Regions from separate parts of the Triticum aestivum genome. Here region 2 is linked to region 1. A link is a contact called in public Hi-C data. All regions are on one chromosome and are shown on one strand. The core of a region is the stretch at or near the end of the contact, and the rest is flanking DNA. Distances in the headings are between cores, read along the strand shown. Region 1 has its middle 21 kb from the start of LOC123061869. Region 2 holds the start of LOC123061872 (putative protein TPRXL).

The links. Hi-C and Micro-C count contacts between places; a contact is called where the count stands out from the background.
Region 2: a contact with region 1 is called in a Hi-C map of leaf, with 4 times the contacts expected there. The contact joins the promoter of LOC123061872 here to the enhancer-like site in region 1. A contact is called at or near these places in 2 of 5 Hi-C or Micro-C datasets (both in leaf).

Annotation. Positions count from the first base shown.
Region 1 is chr3A:502,971,233-502,976,626 of IWGSC CS RefSeq v2.1, forward strand. No RefSeq gene overlaps it. Among protein-coding and RNA genes, the nearest start is that of LOC123061869, 21 kb to the left of the region's middle. Within about 2 kb of position 3,624, at least 8 of the 8 cell types and tissues checked have an H3K27ac peak or open chromatin away from gene starts, as enhancers often do. A contact at or near this core is called in leaf, where this site is marked.
Region 2 is chr3A:503,464,152-503,469,472 of IWGSC CS RefSeq v2.1, forward strand. It overlaps LOC123061872 (putative protein TPRXL), which reads left to right and starts at 2,607. Exons shown (of 5, transcript XM_044485155.1): 1 at 2,607-2,879; 2 at 3,641-4,228. The coding sequence starts at 2,785.

The DNA.
Region 1 (5,394 bases), core at 2,374-4,873:
AAATATGTATGATCTTTTATTGCAAGGGAAAATAAGCTTTGTATGAACTTGTGATGCTAAATAAATAAAAGGGACGGACTGCATAATAAAGGTTGTTATCACAAGGGGCAATATAAAGTGATGTTCCTTTGCATTAAGGGCTTGCACATCCAAATGAAAAAAGTGCATGACAATCTTTGCTTCCCTCTGCGAAGGGCCTATCTTTTCAGTTTTTACTTTTATGCAAGAGTCAATAGTATTCATTCTCATTTCAACCTCAATTATTCTCCACTTGGCAAGCATCATGTGGTAGGGAATTATCCAAGCACATATATCCAGTTGGATATAGGTAATCACGAGTTACTATCTTGACATTATCCTTGAGATAAATAAGTTGGGAGGCGAAACATTAAGTCCACATCTTCCTCTGTGTCCAATTGAAACAACTTGTTCTAAAAATATGCTTTGAGTGTCAGCAATCATGGAAGACTAAATGATAGTTGAGTATGTGGAATTTGCTAAATCAAACATCTTACATAGACCCATCCTGAAAATAAGATGAATTGTAATTATTTGATGACTAAGAACATAGTTTGTTAGTTTTCAAGAAATTGTATAGTCTATACTTTAACTTGTAAATAGCTTGCTACTTTATCATGATGAGTTTTTTAGAAAGAGTTGGTGTTTATGATGCTAAAAAAATGATTAGAATTATCAGTGATCAAACTTGTGCACTATTCTATCATTCACACTTCATATATTTTTTTATCATTTACCTACTCGAGAACGAGCAGGAATTAACCTTGGGGATGCTGATACCTCTCCGATGCATCTATAATTTATGAAGTATTCATGCAATGTTTACAATAATTTTATATGATTTTGGTGCACTTTTATATGACTTTTATGGACTAACTTATTGATCCAATGCCCAATGTCAGTTCCTGTTTTCCGCTTGTTTTTTGTTTCGCGGAAAATCCATAGCCGACAAAGTCCAAATGTGATAAAATTTCACGGAGATTTGTTTTGGAATATATGTGATCTTTGGGAAAGAGAATCAATGCAAGACGTTGCCTGAGGGACCCACAAGGCAACACGGCATGCCCTACCCCACAGGACGTGGGGTGATGCCTTGTGGGGCCCTCGTAAGTTGGTTGGAGCCCTACTTCAGCAGCAAGGAAGCTTATATCGAGAAAAATTCATGTCAAAATTTCAGCCCGATCGGAGTTACAGATCTCCAGAACAGTTTTCGGCTAGAAACAAAGTCGCAAAAACAGAAGACAACAGAGAGATCCAATCTGGGGGAGAACTACCTCTCTCCTAGAGGGCCAAGGAAGAAGAAGGAGGGGGGGCCTTACCCTCTCCTCCGGTGGCACCGGAACGCCACGGGGGACATCTTCTCCAATCACCATCACCACCAACTTCTCCTCCGTTCTCATGGTGATGTGTGAGTATTTCATCCTCGAGGCTGAGGGTATGTACTAATAGTGCTATTTGTTTGATCTCTCTCTCTCTCGTTCTTGATTTGGCACGGTCTTGATGTACCATGAGCTTTGTTAATGTAGTTGGATCATATGGTGTTCTTCCCTCTCTATCTTTTTTTGCAATGGATTGAGTCTTGCCCTTTGAGGTTTCGTTATTGTCGGATTGAATATTAGATTTGAGATCACTTGATGTATGTTTTGCATGCGGATACCCATTGTAACAATGGGGTATTCTATAGAGTCACTTGATGTATGTTTTGGTAATCAACTCGCGGAATCCCGACATGACATTGGGGTAATCTAGGCACATAGGTTGATACACGTTTTCGTCCTACTTTCTCTGATAGAAACTTTGGGGGTACCCTTTGAGGTTCTTTGCGCTGGATTGAATATTATGAATCTGAATTATTTGGTGTTATTGTAGTATGAACTCTAGGGTTGTTTGTGATACTTATAGGGATGGCTTAATAGATTGATCAGAAAGATAACTTTGAGGTGGTTTGCTACCTACAACATTTTCATCTTATGTTCTCTGCTATTGATAAGAACTTTAGAGTGATTCTTTGTCGCACGTTGAGGGATGGTTATATGATTCAATTATGTTAGCACTATTGAGGGATTGCACTAGTGAAATTATGAACCCTAGGCCTTGTTTCTACGCATTGATATGCTGTTTTTATCATTGTTTGCTACTTGCTACCTTGCTATTTTTATTATTTCAGATTACAAAAACATATATCTACTATCCAGACTACACTTGTATAACCATCTCTTCACCGAACTAGTGCATCTATACAATTTACCATTGTATTAGGTGTGTTGGGAACACAAGAGATTTCTTTTATTTAATTGCAGGGTTGTTTGAGAGAGAGAGAGAGAGAGAGAGAGAGAGATCTTTACATTCTTGCAAATGGCATGTTTTACCTTGTCTACTGCCTATATTCTTGTCATGCTTGCTTGAGATGTATTTGTAACGCTCGGATAATTAAGATACAGTAATCCCTGCTAATGATGACATGTCACCCCTGTTACTCTTACTAATCTCGCGTTGATTCAAAACCGATCTAAAATTCAATTCAAAGATGAAGTCAAACAATAAAAGTTTTCAAACATTAAAACTAAAATGTTCTAGATGCATGTGACAAATAATTCATAGGTAATAATGATGGAGAAATCGCATTTTTGTAAAATGTTTAAATGCTTAGATAAAAAACAATAGCAAAAACAATTAATTAAATGCCTTTTACAATTAATAGAATATTAAAATATTTTATTTAGTTGCCCAAAACTAATGGGGTAGTAGCATATTTATTAACACTAAAATAGGGACTAATTTTATATTTTATAAAACTATAATAAATAGAAATAAAGTATAAACAGGAAAATAAAATAAAATAAATAAAAGAGAAAAACAAAAACAAAAATAAAAGACCCCCTCGGCCAACCGGCCCAGCTCGCCACTCCAGCTGAGCCGGCCCAACTCCCGCCTCTGGCCTCCTTATCCCCCCACTCACCGAACCCTAACCCCACGCGCACACACACCCCTCGTTCCCCTCTCCTCCCCCTCCCCCCGATATGGATCGGGGCGACGACCCCGATGCCCCGCCACCGTCGCCGTCCCAGGAGCCGCCACGCTGTCGCCGGACCTTGCCGCCGCCTCTCGTCTCCTCACCAAACAGCCTTCCCACGCCTCGCCGCCCCCTTCCCTTCAACGTCGGTGAGGCCGGGCTCCTCTCCCCTCGGCCCCACGGTCACCGCCACCCCACACTGTCCCGCTGTGTTCCGCCCGCTCACGACACCTGCTCCTCGGCCCGCTGCGGCCTCCCTGCCCTGTCGTGGCCCACCCGTTCGTCGGCCCGACCGCACCAGCCCAGCTTCGCCCCGCTTGTTGCCCGCCGCTCCTCCCGCATCCCATGCTCCCGCCCGCCGCTGCTGTAGCGCGCGCGCGACTGCGCCTGCCCGTGGCCTCGTCTCGGTCGCTCCCTGCTGCCTCCCTTCCCTCACCGTCGTGCCATGGCCACCTCCATCGCCCGGCGCCCACACGCTCGCGCGCTCGGGCTCGGCCTGTGCCCCGTAGTGCCGCATCGCGCCGTCCCTGGCCTGCATCGCCGGCGACCGCGCTGGCCGTCCCAACCAGGGCCTTTGCCCAGTCAGGCCGATGTCGCGTGTGTGCACGTCCATTAACCCGCCCGTGGACTCCTGGGCCACTACCATGTGGGACCCGCCCCAGAAAAACAAAATGTAAATAAAAAATAAGAAAGGAATTAAAAATTAATTAACTTAATTAATTTAGATCAATTAACTTATATTAATTAACGTGTTTAATTAAACTAATTGACTAAACAGATTATGACAGGGGGCCCACCCCGCTGGGTCCCTATGGTCCACATGACAGCCGTTGTGTATATTCTGTGTACTGGGTACCCATAGCATTTTAACATTTATTTTCGAATTAAAATAAATTCAAAAATGTTTTAAAACTTTGAAAATTAATACAAAATAATTCGGAACTCGGATGAAAATACTTTATACATGAAAGTTGCTCAGAAAAATGTGACGATTCCGAATACGCAGCTCGTTCGTTTGTCACACGTCCCTATCATAACGAACACGGAACCGTCCCCCTCCGTTTCATTTGTCCGAAATGCCAAACTCCGAGAATATTCTTTGGTATCACCTAGTACTACGTTAGGTCACCTCTTGTGCCGCTTATTGTCATGTCATGCATCTGTTTGCATTGTATTTATTGTTTCTTCTCCTTCTTCTCTCCGGTAGACTTCGAGACTGACGCCGCTGCTCCTGACGCCGACTATGCTCCTGACGACCCATCCTTCTCCGCAGAGCTTCCAGGCAAGCAAACCTCCTTGATCATCCCGATACCACCTACTTCTTCTCTCTACTGCTTGCATTACAGTAGTGTAGCTGTTACTGCTTTTCGGATGATCCTATTCTGTTGCATAGCATGTCTTTGCTACTACTGTTGTTACCTTTACTTGCAATCCTAAATGCTTAGTCTAGGATGCTAGATTATCACACTACAAAAAAAACACTTCCGTGATGATACGTGTTTGTCACAGAAGGTCACATTTTTTGTCATGCATGTACATCCATGACGATTTTGTGACAGAATCAAAAAAGTCATACCTGTGTTGTCGTAGACATGTTCCATGACAATACCAAAATTATCATCACGGAAGTGTCCACTTCCATGACGATAAATGCCGCGTCATGGAAGTGTTTTCGTCAAGGGTAACCGACACATGGCATCCACCGTAATGGGTCGCCATTAAGCTATCGAGCCCGGTTTTGGATTCGATAACCCGCTAACAGCCACGACCAATGGTGATTTTCCATGTGTAAAATTCTCATCATCCCACGGAACCACGTGTCAGCTCCGCGTTAGCACAGATGCCACTCATCCAATGGGTGAGATGCGCCTTTGATATGTTGACATGTGGATCGGCCCAAAAATGGCCCATAAAGATTAAATGGGCCAACCCAACTAAAAGCCCACAAGATTTTGCGGACCATAATGGGCTGGCCCAACTAAAGGCCCACAAGATTTTGCAGACCATTGATGTCTACTACGCAACTTTATTCTTGTAGACACGTGTTGGGCCTCCAAGCGTAGAGTTTTGTAGGACAGTAGCAATTTTCCCTCAAGTGGATGACCTAAGATTTATCAATCCGTGGGAGGCATAGGATGAAGATAGTCTCTCTCAAACAAACCTGCAACCAAATAACAGAGAGTCTCTTGTGTCCCCAACACACCAAATACAATGGTAATTTGTATAGGTGCACTAGTTCGGCGAAGAGATGGTAATAAAAGCATAGTAATGATAGTAGATATTGGTTTTTGTAATAGTAACAATAAAAAACAGCAAGGTATCAAGTAACAAAAGTGAGCACAAACGGTATTGCAATGCTTGAA
Region 2 (5,321 bases), core at 1,357-3,856, 490 kb after region 1:
ATTGTAACCCATCGCATGAGGTATCCCTCCGCCTTGAATAACGAAAGCAAGTAGGATGTAGGGTATTACTCTACGGAGGACCGAACCTAGATAAACCCTCTGTGCGATCTCTGACCTAAGACTTCCAGCTGCACTTGGACCCCTATCGAGGGACCTAACAGTATTTTGCACCGTCACCGGGAACTTCTTGCATTCATGGAATTTTGCATGAACTCTAAACCAAAAGGTTGATCCTTTTTGCTCTGCCCCAATCTTGGGATATTGTCCAATGTCCTTCCAACTATCACAAATGAGCCCGCTTCATCCTTTGTGTATGCCTTCGTTTGAATGTTTTGCCGTCTCTTCTTTTGCTCATTGCTTGATGAGTGAGCTTATCAGCAAACAAATGCCCCCCCTCGATGTACACTTAATCTTCTTCCTCTTGCTCGTACTCGTGTGGCTATTCTTGGCCTTGTGTGAAGGTGTGGGCCATGCCCTCTTGGCCTTGCGTGGAGCGGCCGCGCCCATCTTGGCTTTGGTTCTCATTGTGATCGAAGCCCTGTCACCTTTGCCACCCTCTAAAATGATGTTCTTCATGATGAACTCATTGGCCTGGTCATCTTGTGTTGATGCCGGCATTTAGTCGAACAGTCGGCGGGCGTCAGGACGGTTGCCGGTAGGGATCTTACGCGCCCGCTTCCTTTGCCCCTCGGTGGACAACCCGCCGGCCACAGGCGTGGCGTTGAGGTTGATGGACGTGGGTGTAGGGGTGACCACCCTCACACTCCCTTCCACGCGAGGTGGAGAAGCGGGTTGTGTTGGGGATAAGTTGGGCGTCCGCAGTGTGGGGGAGGTGCGAAGTGCCTCCGCCCGTGGCGGACGGGAAACCGACGTCCCCGTGGGCATGGCGGCAGCGACTAGAATGGCCGTCTCGGCGCTGCCATGGCTGAACCCTAGAATCATTAGGGCTTGTTGTGTGGCTTGGCGGCGAGGGGCTCATTCTCCTCGATGGTGCCTCCTGTCATGCGGTGCGCGGCTTGTACCTTCCTCTGGCTAGCCCTCTCCGCCGATTGTATTGTCTGTTGCTCCCGTGTCTGCTCCTTCTTGGGCTGCTTCTTATGGGTGAAGCGGGGCTTGCCGGCCACGCCGTCGACCATGGACAACGGGGGCGGCGGGGTTTGGCGCGTCGGCCATGGTGAGAAGGCGGGAGGGTTTTGAGAGAGAATGGAGAAAATGGGGTGGATGTGCTACTGTGTGGCGGGGGCAAGGGGGGGACAAGGGCGGCGTCACGCACGCCCACGCAGACAGAAACCCGATCATATTTGAACCGAAAATGGGTTGCAGATGGATAAAAAATAGACGCACGTCCATCTGCATCGACACGTTGAGCCGAGGTTTATGTCTGTTTCAATCCAAATAAACGCGCGCTGTGACAGAATGGGTCGTGTGATTGGAGTTGCTCTGCCTATGCGTCTCACAATTCATACAAATTATGGAGTCTGCAAATATAACCACTCTACCAGAGTTTGCCCCTAAAAATTCCTCCCCACGCCCAAATGTTGCTGCCTGCTCTGGTTCGCTCCTCGGGTGCGAAAGTCGTGCGTGCCGATCACGGCGACGATGCACAACCGCCTGCCTCCTCACGTCCCCCGTCCGCTGCCTATGCGGTACGTCGTATAGCTGGCCAAACGGGTCGGGATAGTTGGGCCGGCCCGGTAGCACGGCCGGCACGGCACGGGCCTGGCACGGCACGACACGTGCTAAACGGGCCAGGCCCGGCACGCGGCACGCCATGGGCCGTGCCTGGGCCTGAAGGGCGAGCACGCGGGCCGGCACGGCACGGCCCGATTAACTTTTTTATATTTTTTATGTATTCTAATATGGGCCAACAGGTAAAAATAGGCTAAAACGCTCAATGCGCAAAATAGGAGGTAGATTAGTGGGCCTGGCGTGCCGGTGGGCCGGCCCGATTAGCATACGGGCCGTGCCTGGGCTGCAGGCTGCAGCACGCGGGCTGGCACGGCACGGCCCGTATAATAATCGTGCCTAGGCGGGTCGGGCCGTGCCAGGCACAATTAGGATGGGCCGTGCCGTGCCGGGCCGGGCCGGCCCGTTTGGCCAGCTATGGTACGTCGTACCACCACCGTACCGTCGATGTGGCGATCCCATCAAACTCATATCATCCGTCCGTTCAAAACCAGATCGGCGCTCTCTGGCTAATTCGCACACTCATCTGGGAGACCCACCGGCCAGGGAGATGCACTCCCCGTAGACGTGGCACAGCATAACGCAAATGTAAGTGACTGCCATGTGGGACCCAAATGACCAAGCTGTCCTAAATTTCTTTCTTTCTCAATTTAGTTTGCGGTGACGTCTGTTAGCGACGAGATCTCCCAGTGGCTTGAAGGGCAAGAGAGGAGGCCGCACGGATCTCCCCGGCCTTCGTACACAAGAAGCCCACGAATTCTCCGCAAATCACCACACTGCCACGACCCGACGCGGGGGCAGTTTCGGCACCCAAATGCGGTGGCAGAACGGTGGATAGGCAGCCCTACCCGAGGGCAAAAGGGGAACGCCGAGAAAGATAAAGCCTCTATTTGGACCCCCGGCTCTGCTCCCATCGCCATTGCTGCTCTCTCTTCTTCCTCCTCCCACCCTCCCTCCCCGGCTCCTCTTCTTCCCACAAATTTTCCTCGAAATTTCGTGGCCGCCTCCTGTTCGTTCCGTGTAGACGAACGGGGGAGTGATTGCTCGGCGGCAGGAGGAAGGAGCCTGCCTCGAGCGGTTGGCCGGAGGCCAATTTTGATGCGTGGCCTCCTCGAGGTCCACGCGATTGGCAGGGACGCCGCGTCGACGAGCTCATCGAGACTGAAGGCCGTTCCCGCATTGGACATGATGAGGTAGCCGGCAGATCTCCGTGTTCTCTCCCCTCTCCATCTTCGTGCTCTTCTTCTTTCCTTACATCCGTGTCTGTTTCTGTTTGTGTTCAGATCGACGCGTGCGCTGTTTCCATCTTGCGTGCGTTTGATTTTTGGTTCCGGCTTCTGTTTTCCTTTGGTTGGTGATGGATTTCATCTCTTCGCCTGTCCTCGGCCGCAACCGGCCGGCCTTGTAAATTTCTCACCTTTCATGCGTTTACTTTGTTGTAATCTGGCCGCCGCCGCCGTCTGAGTTTCTGGATTTTCCCTTCTTCTTCTTGCGGTTTGGTTGATCTGTGCTTTGGTGTTTCGATTCTGAGTATGCCAATTTACGCGGTTGCGTTTGGCTCCTGATGAATGATTCGGCGTTCTTAATCTCTGTATGTATTTCGCAGTCTTCTGCTCGTGCTCTGAATACTTCCTGGTCGTCTTCTCCGTTCGTTTCCGATGCTCTTGTCCGGCTGTTTGGTCCGAATGACAAGCATCCTGCCGTTTCTTCTTGGCTGCATCTAAGGCTCTCTTCGTGTGAAGATTGGAGTTCATGGTTCATGGCCGAAGTGTTTTCGTGTTCTTCGTGCTTACCATCCCGATTCTGCCGGCCGTTGAATTTTGCGGTCGTTTTGTGATCGGTCCGCCGTGTTCTTCTTTTCATTTCATCGGCAACTCCATGGCCGCCGATTTGTTACTTACATTTTGCAGCAGATCCCTTCGTCCGGCCAAATCGCTAACCCGCGTCGCTGCAGGTACCAAAGGCTCAGCCCGGACTGCCTCCCGCTCGCCAACGGTGGCGGCAGCGGCGGCGTCGCACGCAAGCCGGCCTCGAGATCCTTCAGAGACGACGAAGGCCCGGCGGCCGCAACCGACGGTTCCCGACTGGCCTCGTACCTCGCCGCCTCCCAGGCGGACTCCAAGGCGCCGGTGCGGGCACGTGCGCCGCAGCCGCCGTCGTCGTCGGCCGCGCGGAGCCCAGCGCGGGACCACGGCCAGCACCACCCCTCAGACTCCTCCGACACGGCCTCCCCGAGCTCCACCGGCGCGGGCACAGGCGCGGTCGGCGGCGACGTGCTGCTGCAGTGGGGGCACAACAAGCGGTCCCGCTGCCGGCGCGACTCCTCCGCGGCGTCCTCGTCGGCGTCGCCGTCCTCGCAGCGTCGGCAGGCCCTGGGCAACGGCAAGATCCAGCGGCGCGCGTCGGCGCCGGCGCCGGCGGAGAAGCTGATGCCCCCTCCTCCGGCCACGATCACGCGGGGGTCCAACCTGAGGTCCTCGTCGTCCTTCCCGCCGCGCGCCGCCGGAGCAGACGCCAACCACCAGCCTCCCCACCACAGCAGGTACGGCCTCGTGTCCCCGTCCCGTCTCGTCTCGTAGATCCTGGCCTCGCGTCCCCGCTCCTCTCCCCTATTTCTCGCCGGTTTTAGCCGGCGACCGTGACCCTTTTTCCGTTGCCGCTTGTGCCCCCGAGGAAAGGGAAGCTACCGGGCCGCTCGGCCATCTTGTTCTTGTTGCTGGAGTCGTGGGATCGTGGGCGTTATTTATTCGCGTGGTGTTTTCGGCGTTCGGGTTTGGGCCTCTTTTGTGTTTCTGGTGAGCTGTGCCGCCCGCCCGTCTTTTAGCACCGCAACAAGTGCTGGAGTTGGACGAAAGATTCCTTTCTTTTCCTCCAATTTGAAGCAAGTAGGTTTTCTGATTTTTCTACGTAGTAATATTTAATATTTTACATACGTGCTGCCTTGATGGCTCGATGATCTGGATCGCTCCATCTCTTCCTAATTTCGTGCCATTTATTTACGTTTCCAAAAGCGATTTTATTAATTATTGCGGAAAGTTTCGTGTCTGGATCTGGACGGGGCGGTAACTTTACCGTCCCTGTCGTCCCTTGACCAATCCGTGGACACAAGAGGTGACATCGGGGGCAGCAGCGCCCGTATTTGTCACACATTGCGTGATGCATGGGGGACCCAACTAGATTGCCATATCTGCTCAAATTCCTTCCACTCCAGGGCCAATTTCAGCTTCCGTGGATTGTTCGGCCGATCTAGCCGCCACCAGTAGTAGATTTCAGCTTCCGTGCTAGCACGACCATGATATGAATCGCAGCATCAAAGGGAAAGTAGTAGTACCGGTGTGCACATCTCAACTCCTCGATCTGCTTTTCTTTTCTGTATGTATGGATGGGCAGCAACAGTAGTTGTAGCACCTCTGCAAGGAGAAAAAAAAAGTGAGTTCTAGTAGTAGCAGCTTTGCTAGGTTTTTGCATATATATTGTATGCATCTGGTTGTGGCAGGGGTCTCCCTCCGGTACTAGTACCACCGATCCACCACCCTACCCACCCTTCTTCCCCTTTACCCCTCAGCAGCCCCTCCCAACCACCGCCGCGTCCATCATCACCAGCAGCACCACGCCACCCCGATCGATCCCATGAT